2 separate regions of the Mus musculus genome follow, and region 1 is linked to region 2. Evidence: chromatin contacts called from public Hi-C data. All regions are on one chromosome and are shown on one strand. Each heading gives the region's core, a stretch centred on a gene start, on an enhancer-like site or on the middle of the called end of the contact. The rest is flanking DNA. Distances are from core to core; before and after follow the strand shown. Region 1 overlaps Tmcc1 (transmembrane and coiled coil domains 1). Region 2 has its middle 18 kb from the start of Plxnd1.

Region 1 (4,829 bases), core at 1,055-3,554, 37 kb before region 2:
GGCTGGCTGGCACTCTCTCTCTCTCTCTCTCTCTCTCTCTCTCTCTCTCTCTCTCTCTCTCTCTCTCTCTCTGTGTTTGTGTGTGTATAACTTTTTTTTAGATTTATTTATTTTGTTTATATGAATACACTGTAGCTGTCAGACACACCAGAAGAGGGCATCAGATCCCATTACAGATAGTTGAGCAACCATGTCATTGTTGGGGATTGAACTCAGGACCTCTGGAAGTGCAGTCAGTGCTCTTAACCACTGAGCCATGTCTCTAGCCTCCTGTGACTGTTTTCTAAGAGACCCCTATATGTCAGGAGAGGGAATAGTATCTGTGTCCCTCTGTCAATCAGTACAGGTCCTTCACCCCCACATGCAGCCACACACTAATGTGTGCGTAATGTAGAAATACAGGAGCATCATAGGACCTTCTCATTTCAGATTCCTTCAAAAAGACAAGCATTCAGCTTGCTTTTTCAGACATTTGAATAATTAAAATTTCTTGTCATTTTAATTGATATCAGTATGCCTTCCCTAAAATCTTCTGGTGCCTTAATGTTGGTGATTTCTTACACCTGTTAGAAAGTACAGATAACTTCATTTTAAATCTCAGAAATGGTTGTGCAACTTGGTGAGATCTCAAGTGAAGATTTATAAAAAGGACTACAGCTAGATCAGTGATAGAGCACTGGCTTAGCATGTGCAAGGTCCCAGGTTAGAGCTCCTGCACCAAATAACTGAGATTATGTCCTTTATGTTCCTGTCTGAGGGAAAAATAAGCAAATCTAGCCATTATGTTGCAAAAGAAGGGGTATAATCAAAGTAGTTAATGTTTCTAGGATCTTTAAAGCCACAGATAACCATGTTCAGATATAGAGAAAGTTGTTAAAACAGATACAAACACCAACTGCAGAAGTGTAAAGATAGTTGTTAAAGCAGGCATGGACATCAGCTGGAGATGGGTAATCACTTTATTCTGTTGTCTAGAAAAGCAACTGTGGGACTGGAAAGTGCTGGCGCACGCCTTTGATCCCAGCACTTGGGAGGCAGAGGCAGGCAGATTTCTAAGTTCGAGGACAGCCTGGTCTACAAAGTGAGTCCCAGGACAGCCAGGGCTACACAGGTTTCTGTCTCAAAAAAAAAAGAAAGAAAAGAAAAGAAAAGAAAGAAAGAGATAGATAGATGAGTAGCAGACTTAAAGAGAACGATCCCTCTTCGACAACAAATAGAAAAAGTAACATATATTGAAGATACACAGAAGTGAACTGTTCAACCCCATGTGAATGTCGTTCAAGGGTCAGTTTAGAAACTTGATGCCTGCATGCTAAGAATATTATAGGAGGAAATGTGGCTCAGTGGGAGAGTAATTGTTTAGCTGTTCTGGCTTTGAATCCTAATGCAGGTGGAGTATAGGAGCTATTGATCAACTGTCAGAACAAGTACAAATCATCCATCCGCTTCACAGTGAAGTGCTCACGCCAAAAGTCAGAGGTGCACAGGAGAGAGCAATCTGGCCAGGTGTACTTAAGCTGTTACTGCTATGAGAAAGTGTAGATGGATGGAAAGCATGATCCTGAAAAGCTATGTCTTCTATACAAGTGCTGGGAGACTACTGGTTTCCTTGTTTTTGATAGGCATGAAGTGTGAGAGAGTTAATGGCCAAATCCAGCCTCAAAGTGCTGATACTAAACTGAAAGCAAAGCACCCTGTCTCCTAAGACAGGAACTTATGCTCTTCGATGTCCTGCCTCACACAGGCAGAAAAACACAAGCCCACATGACCAACCAGCATAGCTTGAGTTTACTGCTTACTAACTATGGAACATATTCCTTTGTGGTTCTTAAATTGAGGCCAAGATTATGAGTCGCTGAGGATTATAATTTGCAAGTTTAGCCAGGCACAGTAGCCTGAATACCTGTATTTGTTAGCACTGAAGATACTGAAAAAAAGCCGAGCTACATAGTGACTTCCATGCTAGCCTGAAATCAAGTAAGATCTTGTCTTAAAAACAAACAAGCAAAAATGCAGATTTGATTTTGGAGGCAATATTCTAAAAGTCAAATATTCAACCGTAATCCCTACCACCACTGCCTCATGAATATGTAAATTAAGCCCATACTCCAATTCTGATTCAAAAGCAAAGCTGTCTCTATCTCTGACATAAAGTATTGGCAGAACTGTGAAACTTGGTCTGCAGGTGTTCAGCATCAGCTCCAACAGGCAGTGGCACAATCTGCCCTATAAAACCTTGCCCTGGAAAAGAGCTATTTTCAGAAGAGACACACTCCTAACAAAGCTGTGTATGTCAGATGAATTACAAAGACTTCCCCATTTCCATCTGTTTTGGTTTTTTTTTTTTTTCTTCATTCCAAAGGACATGATGTGTGTTGTTTAATGTGTAGAATATAAGATTTCCACCAGAACTTGGCATTGAAGATAATGATATGAGTCCAGGATTGGGGGCAGGCGGGGGGGGGGGGGGGGGGGAAGCTGACCTTACCTGACCTGCTGGCCAGGTAAGGCGGTAGGAAAAAGTTCCCTTGTTGTTTGCCATAGGCAGAGATGTAGTACTTGGTGTATTACTCTCAGTTGGCTTTTCTTGAATCATGAAGCATTTCATTCTGTAGAATACGCATTCCAGTAAGTCAAACACAGGAAGACTAGCTTCTAAAGACAGAGAAGGGGCTAACAAGATGCCTCAGAAGGTAAAGGTGTTTGCTGCTAAGCCTTCCAATTTGATTTCAAGCCTCAGAACCCACATATAAAAGAAAAGAATCAACTCCCACAAGCTGTTCTCTGATCTCCACACATGTCCCATGGTACACACATATCCACAATCTCAGAGACAGAGACAGAGACAGAGACAGACAGACAGACAGAACTTGAATAAGAAGTAGGTGGTCAGCCGGGCGTGGTGGCGCACACCTTTAATCCCAACACTCGGTAGGCAGAGGCAGGCGGATTTCTGAGTTCGAAGCCAGCCTGGTCTACAAAGTGAGCCCAGGACAGCCAGGGCTATACAGAGAAACCCTGTCTCGAAAAAACAAACAAACAAAAGAAGTAAGTGGTCTTTAATCACAGCACTCAGGAGACAGAAGCAGGCGACCCCTGACTTTGAGGACAGCCTGGTCTACAGAGTGAGTTTCAGGACAGTCAGGGCTACTCAGAGGAACCTTGTCTCAAAACAAACACATAAACAAAAACAAAATAAATAATAAATAGATGTAATTTAAAAATTAAACTTAGAACATTTAACTGTCTTTTCAGAGGACCTGAATGTGGTTCCCCGCATCCACATCAGGCAACTCAACAATCACTTGTAGTTCTAGCTCCAGAGGATCGAATGCCCTCCTCTGGATGCCACAGGCAGCTGCACTCAAAAATGTGCATACCCACACATATAGGCACATTATCTTGAAACGTAAAATATATATATGACACACTTCCCACAACAAGGCCACACCTCCTAATAGTGTCACTTCCCATGAGCCAAGCATATTCAAACCATCACAGAGGCACAGCACTTATTAGGCAGAGACGTGTGGTTATCTGTGAGTTCCAATCCAACAAGGTCTGCATAATAGGGTGAGAAACAAAAGGTGTGACATTTTTAACCTCGTCCTGTTGGGATCCAGTCTAGGAGCTAAGTCCAAAGCAGTGATCACCTGTCATTTTTATTTCATGCTATATGTCTTAGGCATAATCTAACACTCCCCTGGTGTATGTTCTTGTTGGGCTCAAGCCCCAGGACCTCTCTTGGACCAAGTAGTACTCTTAATACTTGCTGTATATATCCAGTCCCCAATTTAATATATTCAACATCTTTTCAGAACAGTCTTAGGGAAATAAACTGAGTGAAAAACTTAAGCTCTGAAAGGACACATGGGCAACCCAGAGTCACAACTGGTGAATTTGGAAAGTTCATAGTGAACTCAAACCATTGTTCTTTGCGCCATGTTCTGGAATATTGCTGTGTGCTATTGTGTCTTCCTGTCTCTGCCTTTTGCCCTTAGATGTTATGTGTGTCTGTCTATCTCTTGTCTGCCCTGCCTAGGATTTCCAAAGTCTTCCTTGTAGCCCAGGCTGGCTTCCACTTAAAAAGCAATCTTTAATATATTTGCAAATGAAAACTTGCAAAGCAGTTAAATGCTTTGTCAGGTACTATGCTTTAATTGACTTCCCTCTGTCCCTCATGAATCTTTTCACATTTTCTTTTAGTTATTTTCTGGTCAGTTAACTTCTACCAGTAGGTAATTTTAGTCTGATTTCTTAGTAGAGAGAAACAAATATATAGAGCAGTGTGACCTGTAGCTGCTGCACAGGAGCCGATTTGCAATGACAACTCAGAGCAGCAGAGAAAAATACAGCAGGTGGTTATCTGCTGCCTCCTCCTGTCTGCTGACAGCTGGCTGGGGGAGATGCTTTCCTGACATTGTTTAGAGCTTATTGTGAGGATTGTAAGGTTGTTTGACCATGGGCTAAGCCACAAAGCCAACTTTCTTTCTCTCTCTCTCTCTCTCTCTCTCTCTCTCTCTCTCTCTCTCTCTCTCTCTCTCTCTCTCTCTCTCTCTCTGGGTTTTTGAGACAGGGTTTCTCTGTGTAGCCCTGGCTGTCCTGGAACTCACTCTGTAGACTAGGCTGGCATCGAACTCTGAAATCCACCTGCCTCTGCCTCCCAAGATCTTGGACTAAAGGTATGTGCCAGCACTGCCCAGCAAAGCCAATTTTCAAAGTGTGACCTTCACTATAGAATTTTACCTTTGTTCTGGATTCTATGTAGCTTGCTTAGAAGTGAGTATGATCTGGAATCTACTAATGATGAGATCTTTAATAAGAACAGC
Region 2 (4,696 bases), core at 146-2,645:
CACAAGCTTGACCACCCACCGTAGAGGAGAGAGAACCCAACTTCTAAAAGTTGTTCTCTAACCTACACGTGTATACTTTGGCACACACATGAGCAAATGCACGTGCACATACGCACACACACACACACATACACATGCACACACATATGTATACAGATACACATATTTTTTTTTAAACAGAGAAAGACCCATGACAGTGAGGAAAGAGACTACACAGTGTCCTATGCTGGGTTGTGCTGGACCATGTCTGAGGTTGTCTGAGGCAGAATCTGAATGGGTTTGGACCCTTTGAGCTCTTCCAGCCTGGGGGTGTAGTTCTGGAAACCAGGGACCAGTGTAATATCAGCAGTTGGTGTCGTCTGATCCCACAGCTACAGAGCAATCTGTGCAAGACTGGCCTGCAGCAGGGCGCTGACATCGGGACAGGAGCCCAAGCTCTGTGTGGGAGGGAGAAGGGAGGGTCTTCCCACCAGGTGAGAGAGAGCAGTAGCTCTCAGCGGAGGCTGCAGAGCGGCGGGGCTAAGAGATGATGCTGTGCTTTGTGGTCCTCGGTCTGGTTTTTGTCCCCTTTAGGAGTGGATGTAAGAAGCTGAAGACCCAGGCCCCACACATGCTAGGCCGGCACTTGAGCACTGAGCTACACAGCAGCCTGAGGAGCTGGGGTTTAGATGGGCCAAAATGGCTTAGGAGGGTGTGTAAATTAGAGGAACTGTGTCAGCAAACCACAGGCTGAGGGGACCAAGATGAAGAGTTTGAGCAAGCGGGAACCAAGCTGCAAGGAGCAATAAAGGCCAGCTGGAATGGTAGCTCGGTGGCTGACGCGGACCAGGATGCACAAGGCCATCCCCAGTATTGAAAAAGATAAATAAAAATTAAAAACTAGACACTGAATGCCATGCTCCAGGTTTATTTACCTGGCCACAAGAGAAGCCATTGAAAGTGTCGAGAGATGACCCAGCCATATGTTTAAAGGCAATTACAGCCTTTCAAAAGGAACCAGTAGCCAGGTTTTCATGTCATCCAAATGGGCAATATGGTTGCAAAATGCGTCCTGCAGGCTTTGGCCCTGCCCACCCCACCCACCCACCCCCCACCCCCGTGAATACCATAAGGAAAGGAGGTGAAATTTTGCAACTTCCTCCTCCTTGCCTTGCAAACAAGGAAGTAACAGTCACTGTAAGAAAACAATTTCACAAGTTTTAAAGACAATGAAACCTTAGCTCTCTCAGGCTGGCTTCGGACTCACTCTGTAGTGAGGGTGGCCTTGAACTCCTGAGCTTCCAGCCTCCCCTCTCCCTGTGCTGGGATCACAGGTGTCCACTTCTGCATCATCTGGCTTTAGAATTCAATTTTTTTTTTCAAGACAGGCATAGAGGCACATCTTCATAAACCCAGCATTCTGGAAGCAGAGACAGATCTCTCTATGAGTTTGAGTCTACCCTACTCTCCATAGCAAATTCCACAGCCAGCATGACGCAAAAAAAAAAAAAAAAAAAAAGTAAATAAAAAGATTTTTAAATTTGATTTTATTTTTAATTGTGTTTGTGTCTTTCTGTTTGTGCACGAGGCACTGATTATAGTTGTGTGCTTGTGTGTGCAATGGTCATGGAGGCCAGAAGAGGTTTTACAATCCCCTGAGTGCTGGGAACTGACCTCAGGTTCTCTGAAACAACAGTACATGCTCTTAAGCAACAAACCATCTCTCCAGACCTTATTTTTATTTTTAATTATAAATAGATGGAGGTGAGGTGGGTATGTATATGAGTGTAGGTGCCCATATGGAGGCCAGAGCATTCCTTCTCTGAAGCTGGAGTTAGAATTGGTTGTGAGCCACTCAAGTGCTGGGAACCAAGCTCAGGTCCCCTGTAAGAGCAGTACGTGTCTCTTAACTGTCCAGCCGAGTAGCTCTCCAGCCCCTCAATTTTTTTTTTTGAATCTTATTTATTTAGAGTTAGAATTTCTCTGTGTAGCCCTGGCAGTCCTGTAATTTGCTGTGTAGACCAGGCTGGCTTCACTAGCCTCAAACTCAGAGATCAGCCGGCATCTGCATCTCAAGTGTTTGGATTAAAGGCATACACGACCACACCCATCTCAAGATCCCCAGTTCTGAAAGAAATCAAAGAAAAAAAAGGAGAAAGGAAAGAAAGAGACAGAGGGGGAAAAGAATGGAAGGAAGGACTGAGGGAGAGGAAGAAGGAGAGAGAGAGGTGGGGGAGGAGGGAGAAAGAGAGAGAGAGGGAGGGAGGAAGGAGAAGAGCCACTCAGGGAGAGTGGCATATGCCTGTAACCTCAGCACTAAGGGGCCAACTCTGGAGGACTGCAGGTTTGAGGACAGCTTGGGTTGTGTAGTAAGACCATGTGTGAAAACACAAACAAAAATCCCAGTTTCATTTGACATAATCCAGCTTATCTAGAATGTTCTTACATTTCAGGAGGGAGTAAGTCAGGAGTGACAGAGCCTGCTAAGAGGCACAGCAAGTCATGAGTGACAGTAGCTGCCTCCCTCATGGAAGGCTAAATTCCATGTCACAAGCCACTTACTCCAGCACCCGATAAGAGGCTTCTTATTAGAAGACCTGGTAGTCAGGTACCGATCGATGTCACTCTCCAACACTCCAGAATGTGTCCTCTGTCATTGACCCCACAAAAGACCAAGTAGTCAATATGTGGGCTTTCCCTGAGCAGCCTTGGATCTCGAGTGAGTCTGGACCCCGGCCCCCCAAATCTATATATGTCAGAAAATTCTGCCATAGTGGTAACAAAAGAACGTCCCAGCCACAAAGGACAAAAACTTGCCAATAAATACACAAAGGCTCAACTGGCTCTGAGATGCTGTCTTTTGTGGCTTTGTCCCCAGCGTCTAAAGCAGCACACAATAGGTGCAGCACACAATAGGTGCAGCACACAATAGGTGCAGCACACAATAGGTGCAGCACACAATAGGTGCTCATTCAAGAGTAGAACTTAAAAGCCCACTGCTTATCAAATCCTGCTTGGTCTACTTCTGAGGATGCAGCCAAGCTGCTCTGCCAAGTAAGAGTTCTGCTCTGCCTGCCTGCCTCCCATGACATGGGAGGCCCGAGGGCGTGGTTGGCAGTTTGACGCTCAGACTCTTGCATTTCTGCTGTTCCATCAGGCCAGGTAAGGAACCAGGATTTGTTATCAGACTGGGGAGATGGTTCGGTGGACCCACTTAAAGCTGGACTCTGTATCTTTGCCCCCTGTAATTCCAGGGATGCTGAGGTAGACACGGGAGCTCCATGGCACTCCCTGGTCAGTCAGCCATGGTCAGTCAGCCCAGCCATGGAGCTCCAGGTTCAGGAAACTATGTCTTTAAAAAAAAAAAGTGGAGAGCGATTAAAAAGAGACTCAACTGTGAGAATGGTCACAAAGCCTCTTGGCCCAGCAGCCTGACTCCCTGGGCACGGACGGGTACAGAGAGGCTTTGGCTACAGCAAGCCAGAAGCCTGCACTGAGCTTCTATACACAGAGAGAGAGAGAGAGAGAGAGAGAGAGAGAGAGAGAGAGAGAGAGAGAGAGAGCCTTACACCCTGGGCTCTACACACATACCCCACTCATACATGCACACCCTGCATGCACACACACATGCACATATGCACACGTGCACAAACAGTTCTAGGGCTTCAAAACCCATATTGACTTACCTGTAAATTTTGAGGTATGGTTTCACTCTGCCACACTCATAGTGGTCCTCCTGCCTCGGCCTCCCAAGTTCTGGGATTGTAGGTATGCAGAGAATCCAATGTGAAGGGAGAACACCAGGTCTTTCTTTCATGGACAAAGGCTCCTTTCCAAAATCCCAAAATGAGAGTAGCTGTCTCCAGGGTCTTGGTTGATGCTAAGTCATTGCCCTACCCCTGAGCTAAATCCCCAGACCCACCCCTTAAAATTCATATGTGCAATACTAAAGTTTGAATCAGCCCAAGAAAATTTAATAAGTTGAATTAAACCTGGAAAAAAAAAAAGACAACAACAAAAAAGGTAACATCTAAATGACAGTCTCAGAACCTCCCAACTGGGGCAAAACCACTATGAGACACGCGATGGGGACTCCTGGTTTTAGAGTAGGATTTGGTAAGTCTGATAGAAGTGTTGTCAAGCCATCTGCTACAGATCACCCATGCTACTTGCCTGTGTCAACTGGGGGAGGCTTGCATGTTGTTGGTGAGTGGGAGTGGCAGAACGTTAGAATATGATGGGTCTGATGTAAGGAGATCCTGGAGTTATAGGAATCACTCTCGAAAATTATTAAAAACAAAAGGCAAACCTGGTCTCCGTCGCCACCTTGTGGCTATGTTTGGGATTGCACCCTCTGAGACACTCCCAAGGATCCACCATCCACACTATCTTTAGCATGTTCACGACAACCCACTCCTACAGGGTTCCTTGATCCTGTGGGCCCTGCTAGGCACACTCTCCCATTTCTGCAACTGAACGTTTAATGAACATACCTGTAATCCCAGCACTTGGGAGGTAGAGACGGGAAGATCAGGGTCACGGGTCACCTTTGGCTACATTGGAAGTTCAAGGCCAGCCTGGGCTGCCTGCGACCCCCATCTCAAAACATCTTTATGACCACTGACCTGTTTCTATCCACCTCTTCCCACCATAGTGGAAAAACTATCTCAGTGATTCACCTGTGTCCCAAATGCCTGACACAGAGCCAAACATAGAC

The links. Hi-C and Micro-C count contacts between places; a contact is called where the count stands out from the background.
Region 1: a Hi-C map of bone marrow-derived macrophages shows a contact between it and region 2, with 49 read pairs. The contact joins two enhancer-like sites. A contact is called at or near these places in 2 of 15 datasets of contacts at CTCF or cohesin (the NIH/3T3 cell line and pro-B cells), 196 of 484 Hi-C or Micro-C datasets (2-cell embryo, B cells, the BV-2 cell line and 124 more), 4 of 115 datasets of contacts at active chromatin or transcription factors (double positive thymocytes, embryonic stem cells, heart atrium and 1 more) and 4 of 9 other capture datasets (adipose tissue, liver, macrophages and 1 more).

The regions. Positions count from the first base shown.
Region 1 is chr6:116,047,651-116,052,479 of GRCm38.p6, reverse strand. The region is part of intron 3 of Tmcc1 (transmembrane and coiled coil domains 1); the gene reads left to right. Among named protein-coding and RNA genes, the nearest start is that of Plxnd1, 55 kb to the right of the region's middle. Within about 2 kb of position 2,304, at least 4 of the 459 cell types and tissues checked have an H3K27ac peak or open chromatin away from gene starts, as enhancers often do. A contact at or near this core is called in bone marrow-derived macrophages, where this site is marked.
Region 2 is chr6:116,010,345-116,015,040 of GRCm38.p6, reverse strand. No RefSeq gene overlaps it. Among named protein-coding and RNA genes, the nearest start is that of Plxnd1, 18 kb to the right of the region's middle. Within about 2 kb of position 1,395, at least 45 of the 459 cell types and tissues checked have an H3K27ac peak or open chromatin away from gene starts, as enhancers often do. A contact at or near this core is called in bone marrow-derived macrophages, where this site is marked.